3 separate regions of the Gossypium hirsutum genome follow, and all the other regions are linked to region 1. A link is a contact called in public Hi-C data. All regions are on one chromosome and are shown on one strand. The core of a region is the stretch at or near the end of the contact, and the rest is flanking DNA. Distances in the headings are between cores, read along the strand shown. Region 1 holds the start of LOC107897703 (vacuolar protein sorting-associated protein 2 homolog 1). Region 2 has its middle 13 kb from the start of LOC107951064. Region 3 holds the start of LOC107951068.

Evidence for each region. Hi-C and Micro-C count contacts between places; a contact is called where the count stands out from the background.
Region 2: a Hi-C map of leaf shows a contact between it and region 1, with 4 times the contacts expected there. The contact joins the enhancer-like site here to the promoter of LOC107897703 in region 1. A contact is called at or near these places in 5 of 34 Hi-C or Micro-C datasets (callus, leaf and petal).
Region 3: a contact with region 1 is called in a Hi-C map of leaf, with 2.1 times the contacts expected there. The contact joins the promoter of LOC107951068 here to the promoter of LOC107897703 in region 1. A contact is called at or near these places in 5 of 34 Hi-C or Micro-C datasets (callus and leaf).

Annotation. Positions count from the first base shown.
Region 1 is chrA06:19,658,806-19,662,428 of Gossypium_hirsutum_v2.1, forward strand. LOC107897703 (vacuolar protein sorting-associated protein 2 homolog 1) reads left to right here and starts at 2,209. Exons shown (of 4, transcript XM_016823240.2): 1 at 2,209-2,459. The coding sequence starts at 2,423.
Region 2 is chrA06:20,228,276-20,231,791 of Gossypium_hirsutum_v2.1, forward strand. It overlaps the pseudogene LOC107951066 and the pseudogene LOC107951065. Among protein-coding and RNA genes, the nearest start is that of LOC107951064, 13 kb to the left of the region's middle. Within about 2 kb of position 1,381, at least 7 of the 9 cell types and tissues checked have an H3K27ac peak or open chromatin away from gene starts, as enhancers often do. A contact at or near this core is called in leaf, where this site is marked.
Region 3 is chrA06:20,247,078-20,250,705 of Gossypium_hirsutum_v2.1, forward strand. It overlaps LOC107951068, which reads left to right and starts at 2,324. Exons shown (of 6, transcript XM_016885966.2): 1 at 2,324-3,628. The coding sequence starts at 2,489.

The sequences.
Region 1 (3,623 bases), core at 959-3,458:
GTGAAATCAATTATCACCACAAGGCCAATAAATTAGAGATGTAAATCAAAATTTTAGTAGTGGTGTATATGTTTGCCAGCACAAAAGGTGCAATTATCAGTATTTACTGTAGTTAATTTGCAAATTTACTGTGCTTAAGCTAACAATAATTTCAAATGGCCTCGCTTGTTTAGACTGTGTGGGGTCCAAGCCACGTGATCTCTGCTCCCTGTAGCTGGCCATGGCAAAGCCCACCGCGGAGCGCGTGTGATACAAATAATCGAGAGTGAGAACTGAGGATGACAAAGCCGCACGTGACCGCCTGCCCTTCTCTGTACAAAGCATGTCCGCCGAGCGCACGTGTGCTACGATTTTATTGATTATTTTAAGGTTCAGAAATCAGTAAATAATAAAAAAGAGTTTTAAATGCGAGAAAGCTACTTGAGATAAAAAGAGAGAGTCCTCACCGCGTGGGTATAATCTTTTTTAATCACAAATTTGCTGTCAGAAATAAAAACAGAAAAAGGAAAAGGTAACACGGTTTTGTTAAAACCACCACTCGCTCGTACAGGTATTCATGGCCACATTCAGATTAGTTGAAATATTGTTAAGCTTGACTTTCATTTAAAATATGAAGTTGGATGCGTTCGAATTTCATCCAACATTTAAAATTTAAGTTTATATTCCATAAACCTCATTTATCAAATTTTATATTAAGTTTAAGCTTAATAATATATATTAAGAGTAATAAAGTAATTTAATAATATAAAAATATAAAAAATTCGATAAGACTTATAAATTGTTTAAATCAAGTATTATTAAGTTTGAATTTGGCTCGATTGATAATTTGAGCACAGCTTGATAATTATTGAAGCAAATTTAAATTATTTTAGTCGAACTTAAGTATCTTGTGAGCATCAATATCTCATTTACACTCCTAGCCGAGCTTATATATCTATTTTTACCATATTTGAGTGGTTTATTGAGTTAACGTTACTTTTTAGTGTCATAAGTAATTATTGAATTTTTTATACAATAATAAATACTATTATATGGTTTTTTTTTGTCATTTCAAGTTAAATTTAAAAAAAATATATATGCTTGACAAGATTTGAACCCCAAAACACCATGATTTTCAATTTTTTATCATTTCAACTAAATCTTCATTTGATTTTTAAAATATATTTTTTTTATAAATATATTTACTACATAATTTTTTTTCACATCTAATATATGATATATATATATATAATCAGCATATTATTTGTTTGCTTAAGTTTAGGTTATGGATTTTAGAGTTTACTCAAATTTAAGTACATTTGTAAATGATTAATTTACTCATTTATATTATTTTGAATTTTTTTACAAAATTTTATGTAATTACAATTTAATTTTTTTATATTTTTATTGAAATTTTAAATATAGATGATATATTTTAAATATTTACATTATAGTAATATTATATACTATTATAAACTTAATTTTTGTGTGATAGAAATCAAACTACTTATAACATATAACATAATATAGTATAAATTTATATTTTTAATGTGAAAGGATTAAATTGAGAACTTTTAATAATGTTTGCATTTAAACTATTAATTTTTTTATTAGATAACAATGAATACAAAAATAATGGATGGAAAGTGGAAACGACTTGAATTTACTTATTTTTTAACATATTAGATGAATAAAAAGTTGAGAGTTTATTCCGTTGGTATGATTTGAACATCAACTGAATAAATCCACAAACCGAATTTATTTAATAAATCAATTTGATTCATACAATTTAATCGAGTAAGCATCTGCTTCAGTCTAGGCCCATTCCCATAGCAAAGAGAAAGCCCAACATTCAGAGAGCCAGCCTGGTAATAAAGACTGGACCCTACCACTCAGATGCAGCCACGTGGGAAAATGGATTTGATTATTATAATTTTACCTCTTCCACTTTTTTTTAAAAATTTTTAGTCTTGATCCGATTAAATCTATTTAAGGCTATATCTATTTAATCTATACTTTTTCAAAATCTAAAATTTTAATATTGACATAAATAATATTTTTCTACCCAAAATTTGAAAATAACAAAACTTAACCTAATCAATTTAACTGTTATTATTTAGTGAGTATTAAAATTAAATATAATACAGAGATCAAAAATAATTAAATTAAAGCATGGAGACTAAATCCACGTAACTTTCTTAAAAGTAGAAGGACTAATAACAGAAATTAACCATTTGTCTATACCCGATTCCATTCCTTAGCAGCCGTTGTCCATGTACGGAGTAAAGTAGCAAAGAAGTTGTCTTGGCGGCCGAGCGATCAAACAAACCACCTCGAAGAAGCAATCTCTTGTGGTGTACATCCGATGCGTTTTTATACCAGATCAGATCGCCGTAGCCACTACCAAATCGTTTTGGGACAGTTTTCGTAGCATCGACCGAACATGAGTTTCCTCTTTGGCAATAGAAATACCCCTGCAGGTATCAATTTTGTTTTCAAATAATTAGAATTTGTATTAATTTCGAAAATCGCTACTAATTTTGTTGTGATCTGTTCGTATTTGAATTTGATGATGTGATTTTATATTGAGGGCTTTGGTAATTGAATAATTAGAATTAAGGATTTCGATTGAAGTAGTATGTTTCTTATAGTTTTAGAAATAGTTGTGAATTCTGCTAATGACAGGAATTCGAATGCTTTATTTTGTTTATTTGGTTTAATTTTGGATTTTAGGATCGAGTAATTGTATGGTAGTTTGCTAGTTCAAATTTCTAAAAGTAAGGTTTTTGCACTTTATTGAGCCTGTCACTTTAGTGTATCAAAGATCAAGCAAACAAATTGGGTGAATTGTGTATTTTGTGGTTCTCAATTCATTTCCCCTAATGCCGGATTCTCAAGTCATTTTGTATTGTAGATATACATATATTTTTTCAGAGCTTCTGCGAGAAAATAAGCAGATGCTCGACAAATCTATTAGAGAGATAGAGAGGGAAAGGCAAGGAAAAGAAACTGATTGCTGAGATTAAGAAAAGTGCAAAGCAAGGGCAGATGGTGTGTTACATATATTTTTTACAATTTTGTTTTCTATTTTTGCTCAACATTTTTACTTATGCGTAGTTAAAATTTCTCTTAAAAAATTGGTATATCTAATTGAGAGCTTATTAGCTTGGCATTTTTATGTTTTAGTCAGTTATGTGAAGCCTTTTTTATTTTTTTGGTATAAATGAGGTTGCTTTATTGGTGATTTTGATTATGTACTGGCTTGATTCGATGTTTGATGATTAGTTTTATGTGTGAATGACATGTTTGCTAGGATCATATCGATTTATTGCTGATTGTTCTCTACCACTTCACAGATAGATATGATGAGTTATTTTTCTTTTTCATCTCACTCATTTTAAACAAAATGCATCAATTACACTTGCGGCAATTTGGTAGCTTGAGTAATGTGTATGTCTATTTTGCTTCGTATTAGTGGACTAGTGTAGTCATTTCTTGTCTAATTGAGCTTCAATATTGTATTTCGCATCTCTTATCTTGTGAAAGTAGGTTTCTTTTAACTTTCAGATTTAAAAGTTATTGTATATGATCTGCATGTTTCTTATTGACATGAATGGGCTTTGCTGTCCACCGAGCCTACTATC
Region 2 (3,516 bases), core at 131-2,630, 570 kb after region 1:
TATGTCTTTTTCTTTCTTTTTTTTTAATACTAATTTTGTTTTATTATACTTTAATTTATTATTATATAATATTATATATATACATTTACTTAATTATTAAAATAACATATTTTAACATATTTCTATAACATAGGTATAATTATTACTTTGACCCTTTAATTTATTTTTAATCTATAATTTAACTTTCACGCTATATACAATTTAATCCTTATATTTAATTACTTTTAATTTAAATAAATTCACTTAACTGAACTTTAAAAATATTTATTAAATATTTATGACTTCAATTTACGGGAAAAAAATTCTAAAAATGCACTTATCGAGATCACTGACTACCAGTCGTTACAGTGTTAATTAGGTATAATCGTGATTTTAACAGAATTGATGAAGTGCAAAATTGTTGTTTCACCCGGCCTTTTTTTGTCAAGGTTCAAACTAGTGGGAACACTCACAATTGTAACTGAGCATTGAATTCAGGATGGTACACACCGTTTTGAGTTTTGACTCATTCTTCTTTTGCAAGAGAGAAAGAAAAACACAAGTAATTCTACAACTATTTGTCGCCAGAGTTTTTTCAAAGCAACAACAGGTCGGCAACAGTGATTGCCGGCGGAAACATATTTGCATCAAGAGTCGCCACTGTTTAAATCAGCACATGAAACCCATGCCATAAATAGCAGCCACCGACTCCTCCGTCCATATATCTCCAATCAAAACCCCCCACGCAGTTCATCAAATCAAAACAAAGGATTAAATTTTCAGCTATAAAATACTCCCGCAACCCCCGCCCTATACCGTCCAATTTTATGCCACATGCTTATATTCTCTCACCCTAAATTTCTTTATATAATTAAGTAAATTATTCTAGTAACTGTTGGTTTTCCTTACTTTTTCAACTGGAGTGTGTACTGCGGATAAGTTTTTTCATCATCAGATCAAGTTCGTAGGAAGGTAACAATGGCGGAAACTCTATCTCAAGGGACCCCAACGCTCTTCTCTCCTTACAAGATGGGCAAGTTCAACCTTTCTCACAGATCTGTGTTTCAGTTTGTCTGTTTTTTTTTTTTTTTGCATCAGATTCCTTGATTTCGGAGGGGCTTAGATCCTTGTCTTGAGGGAACTTTGGTTGTCAGACATGTTCTACCAAAGATTTCCGGGGGTCTATTGAGTTTGGTTTGTATGTGATGGCAGGGGGGTGCTGGTGCCGATGACTAGATGCAGGGCGTTGAATGGAATCCCAAGGCCGGCGCTCGCTGAATATTACATGCAGAGGTCGACTCCAGGCGGCTTTCTCATCACCGAAGGGACACTGGTGTCCGACACTGCAGCTGGGTAATTTCGTAATTTAACCAAATCCTGATACGACTATTCCACCAATAAATTATACCACTTTCTAGTCTTTTCCATCAAACAGATAGGATTTGCCCAATGTTGTGTCGTTTTGCATATTGGAAGAGTTTTTATTTTTAAATTAAATTAAATTGAATATGAGATAATAGGGTTGGGAGATGCAATGCTTCACTTCAAATATAATCATTTTGTATATGATATAATGGTACCCTTGTTAGTCTTTTTATCCCTTCCCTGTTACAAAATGATTGTTCCAATAATATCAGATTTTCATAATATTGAGCTATCCAGATTCCTGGCATATCCTAAATTGCCTAATGGTGCAATGTTGAAGCAGGTTCCCACATGTTCCTGGGATCTACAATGACCAACAGGTGGAGGGATGGAAGAAGATTGTGGATGCTGTTCATGCAAAAGGAAGCATCATTTTTTGCCAACTCTGGCACGTTGGCCGTGCTTCACATTCTGGTAACTTCCATCACCCTATGCATTTCCCCTTTTTTTCACCATTTATTGAAATATTTTATTTGCTTATTTTGACTAATGAAATAGTGTATCAACCTGGTGGGGCGGCACCCATATCGTCAACAAGCAAGCCTCTCTCCAACAGGTGGAGAATTTTGATGCTAGATGGGAGCTATGGCATATATCCTAAACCTAGAGCTCTACAAATCTCGGAAATACCAGAGGTTTGTCCAACACTACCGCACGGCAGCTTTGAATGCCATTCGAGCCGGTTTTGATGGAATCGAGATTCATGGAGCGCATGGATATCTCATCGACCAATTTTTAAAAGACGGGATCAATGATCGCAGAGATGAGTACGGTGGATCACTGGCAAACCGATGTAAATTCTTAATGCAAATCGTTGGATCCGTAGCCGAAGCTGTACGTGCAGATAGAATCGCAGTCCGAATTTCACCCGCAATCGATCACCTCGACGCCACTGACACTAATCCGCTCAACCTAGGCTTAGCCGTGATCGAGAGGCTTAATGAGCTTCAGCTGAAATTGGGGTCGAAACTCGCTTACCTTCATGTGACTCAGCCTCGTTATCATGCCTATGGGCAAACCGAATCAGGCAGGCACGGTAGTGAAGATGAGGAAGCTCATTTAATGAGGACTTTGAAAAGGAGTTACGAGGGAACTTTCATGTGCAGTGGTGGATTCACAAGGGAGCTCGGAATGCAAGCAGTAGCTGAGGGTGATGCCGATCTGGTATCGTATGGCCGTCTTTTTATATCGAATCCAGACCTGGTTTTAGGTTGAGGATCAATGCGCCATTAAATCGATACATTAGGAAGACATTTTATACGCAAGACCCTGTTGTGGGGTACACGGACTATCCCTTCCTGGTAGTACAATCACGACTTTGATGTGCAATGGCTGTGCTGTTGAATATATGTTAAAATTATGTGTGAAATAGGAGAGTCTAATTTGATATCAAACCTGTGTCTTGGTTTTTGTACACAATTCTGGGACTACCCTAAGCTCACCTGCTCAGATGTAACGAAACAAAATTATTATAAAATCCATGGAATGTAGTGGAAGAAATAGTAAGTAGTCCGAGCTGGGACTTAGCTGTAGATTGGTTTGTTGCAGAAAGAGTCAAGAGCAAAGATAGCAAAAACACAAATCCAAAATGATTGCTGCATCCAATCCTATCGTTACCCCAGTTATGGCTTCTCTTTCGAATTTCTTCCTTCTTTTAAACAAATACCCACAGATTTCTTTTCTTTTTTTAACAATAATAATGAGAGAATATAGTAAGTAAGAACTACGACTTTGGGTCAAGGGTAGAAGATCATTTGAATAATATATAATAAATTTGTTTGGACCATTAATCAATTTTGTATTTTATTATCGCAGGCTTAAGACATTGAACTGGTCCAATCAAAATCCCAATTCAGCCCCAAAGGTTGAAATACAAATCCAAAATCCAGCTACAACGACCCCACCCTCATTCATTTCTTTCATATTTTCCCAACTAAATTCCATCATTTTTTGCTAAATTTAATCATATATTTTCTTCTACCCTCATCCATAAAATTCAATTATAATAATATAAATATGTGCAAAAAGTTGTTTAACTGTACATCCCACTGTCATTATATGTTTAAAAAATGAAAACAATCTAATTAATTAATGAAAAAAATTCATATTTTC
Region 3 (3,628 bases), core at 1,074-3,573, 590 kb after region 1:
ATCATCGTGTACACTACCAATGACACCTTGGCATCCCACATCTGCCCATTATCCAACATTTCTGGCAAGATGTAAGATATGACATTAGTGTCGGTGTACAACATCCATTCAAATAGAAAAGTAAAATTGTAAGTATAGTTATGTATGAATTTTTTTTACGAATCATTATGTAATTAATATAGGTTCGAAAGAATAAGTAACTAACCTCGGTTTTCAAATGTTGGTCTAACAACAATATAATATCTTCTAGCTCCTCAGGCAGTCTCATATAACTCGGCTCACGGTTCCACCTATATAAGCGATATGTTAGTCAAAACGTATAATAAAAAAATTTACTGTATAGACTACATATTTGTTAATAAATGATATTTACCTCGTCACCAAAGGGAACATGTATGGGTTGGTTACCTTGGGACGTAGAAATAATAGTAGCCACTAGGCCCACAGTTGCAACAAGAGCAGGCAACCACCGATCGATGTTGCACTCGGTATCGTGGCCCAACACATCTCCCAGTATAATGTGGACACTATGATAGATCCCCAACTTAGTTTTCCGTACTTATTGAAGTCCACGATGTGGTAGCCACCTTACATGAACCAAATTTTGAGATTTGTCAAGCATTAAAATGCCCCAGATTAACTCATGACGTATGCTTGAGTGTACTGTTCTATGACCTCCTTTATTCAGTATTCAAGGAGCTCGTCGAAATTATCATTCAACTAGTTCATCGATATCGGACCACTTTCGAACTTGTCTTGAACCTTCCCCAACAGTGATGTGCAGAAGTCCACTTTACCCGGAACGATCGCTAATTCCGTGATGACTGGCGCATCCATTGGCAGACAGAGTTGTAGTTCCAACGTCTTTGAGTGTGATTGTTCACTCACCGTATGGAAAGTGGAAAATGGAAAGTGGAAAGTGTGTGTTTCGGGCCTCCATCTTTCCACCAATGAGTTGATAAGTGCCAAATCAAGTTTGTAGCCCCCGAACATGCAAGACACATGTAAGAATCCAACTGCTTGCAAGTGGCCAAGAATTTCAGGGATCGCAAGCTTTCCGATGTTATGAATGAAGCCCTTCAAAACACGATTCTCTGCCTATTTACACAATAAAAATAATTTCAAATTAAAAAAAATAAAATTAACCTTATTGAAATTAATGAAATTTAAATTTTCGTCTTACCATTACTACTTGGGTGGTGGAAATATTCTTGTTGTTGAAGTGGATTAGAGAGGCGGTCATTCGTGAAAAATAGATTTTGAACAAATACAATATGAGATAATTAATAAAAATATTATTTTTAAATGAAAATATCGTACACGATCAAAACGAGAGACTTGAGAGGGTTTGAGAGAGTTGAGAGAAGAATGTGAATGAAAAAACTGAAATTTGGAGGGTATTTATAGGGTAAAAAAACTTATTGTTGGATTTTTATTTTTATTTTTTACAGTTGGCGTGGCACTGATAAAAAAGCCATTGCTTTTTGACCTTTTTGAACATTGAGGGAAAACATGCCTGATTAGATGAGTTTTCCAGAAAACGTGTCCAGCTAGACGTGTTTTCTTGATACGTATGCAGAAAGCTCGTCCAGTTGAACTCGCTTTTTTATTTAAATCAATTTATTTCCTTAATTAAATCTAATTATTAAAAAAAGGGACTATTGACGTTATTTAGCCCTATAATCACAACAATATATGATATATGTGATTAGATTAGATATGTCATGATTGGCTTCTAATATATACTAGAATTAAGATAGTATTTCTTTAATGTTGATTTGAATTAAGCTTAATATATAATGCTAAACCTTATATATGGTAAGTTGAGTTGAAGTGTATAGTATTTAATTAGATAGTTATGTTTAAGGTCTAAAATAATAGGTTGTTAGTGCATGCTTAAAAGAAACAAATTAATAAAGTTAAAATTCAGCAAATTATATAGTTTTTTTAAGGAAAGAGATTATTCATTTATTTGATTAGATTAACATATTTTAAATGTTCATGATAAATTTAAACTTACAATTAATTTAATTTAATATTAATACTCTAAAAACTTAATTAAAATATTTTAAAATCCTATATAAATTTAAAATTTAAATCATGTTGAACGTTATCAATATTTTATTATTAAACAAACATAAATTAATAAATAAATATTATAAAAATTCCGATTAATCAATAAAAATACATTCTTTTTTCCTCTCACTATTTTATTTCTTCTTCACATCTCTTTGGGCCAAAAACAAATACATAAAAAAGCCAGCTGGCTGACCATTCAGATTCAGGCCCGTAATATTGAGGACATTTATGTGGCGGGAAAATTAATATAGAAAAGCGTACGCGAGAAGCTTCTCTTTCAGAAAAACCCTAAATTTGTTAAAAAACCAAAAGGCCGCCCTTTTTTCTTAATACGATTCCTCCCTATTATTCTTTTGTTGAGTGTTCATACTGGTTCGTTTTCACTTCCCGCCATTTTCTTTCAGCAGCGATGCCGGTCCTAAGATCCCGCGAAATCCTTCCGGTCCAACCCAAGCCCCTAAAAGCTCGGGCCAATATCGACCCGCCCGCCACTCCCACGCAAGGCCGCGAACAACCCGCCACTCGTTCATCGCCGCCTTCACTCATTCCCTCCCCTAAAACTCTTGGTTCAGTTTCCGGTTCCGCACCCATACTTCGGCGGAGCCTTCGTCTTTCTACGAGAGCTTCGTCCAATGCCGGCCAGGATGGTGTTTTGGAGGCGGAGGAACCTATCGAACGACGAAACGGTGACGTTTCGAGAAAGAGGAAGTTGAGTGCCGATAACGATGTCGGTTTGGAGAGCGGCGAGGATGAAGGGGTATTGAGTTTGCGGTCGGGGAAGAGGGTTACTAAGAAGGGTCCATTTGGCGACGGCAACGGCAGCGAAGGCGATGTAGAGGTTGAAATTGACAGGAAAGGTAAAAGCATGTTAGTGGAAGAGAGTGAAGATACTGAGAAACCGGAAAGAAGCAAGGAGAGAGTGAATGTGAAGGGAAAAAGGAGATATAGTAGAGAAGAGAAAGGGAAGGGGAAATTGCTTGTAGAAAGTGCTTTGGAATCTAAAGATGAGAGTTTAGTTGACGGTTCAGTTTCCGACGTTGAACTTCTAGCACAGGAAGTGAATTTGTCCAATGAAAAGCCAAGTAAGAAGAATAATAGGAGAACAAGTCAGGGGAGAATGGAGCGGTTTCGAGATACGGCTAGGGAAAATGCTTCTCGATTTGCCCATTTCAGCACCCAGGAAGAAGATGATAACATTTTATCAACGGAGGCTGAAAGCGAAATTCCGTCCGAAGAACCTGAAGAAAAGGGTGTTGAAGATTGGCCGGGTCCTTTCTCTACTGCTATGAAGATTATAAGGGATAGAGCAGCGAATTTTAACGTAAGACAGGGGAGTTCTTCCTCGGACAAGGTACAGTACTTACAAATTAAGTGGGTTCCTCAAAAGGGTAAAAGAAAAGACTGGTCAAAGCGGCTGCCTCCATCATTGCTTGATTTGAGCTTGAGGGTTCTTGTCGATAATGCAGATGCGATTGCTTCGCTTGCTCATGTGCCTGATGCTCTGAGACACAAGCTCTGTCATATGCTCTGTGACTCGAGGCGAATGAAT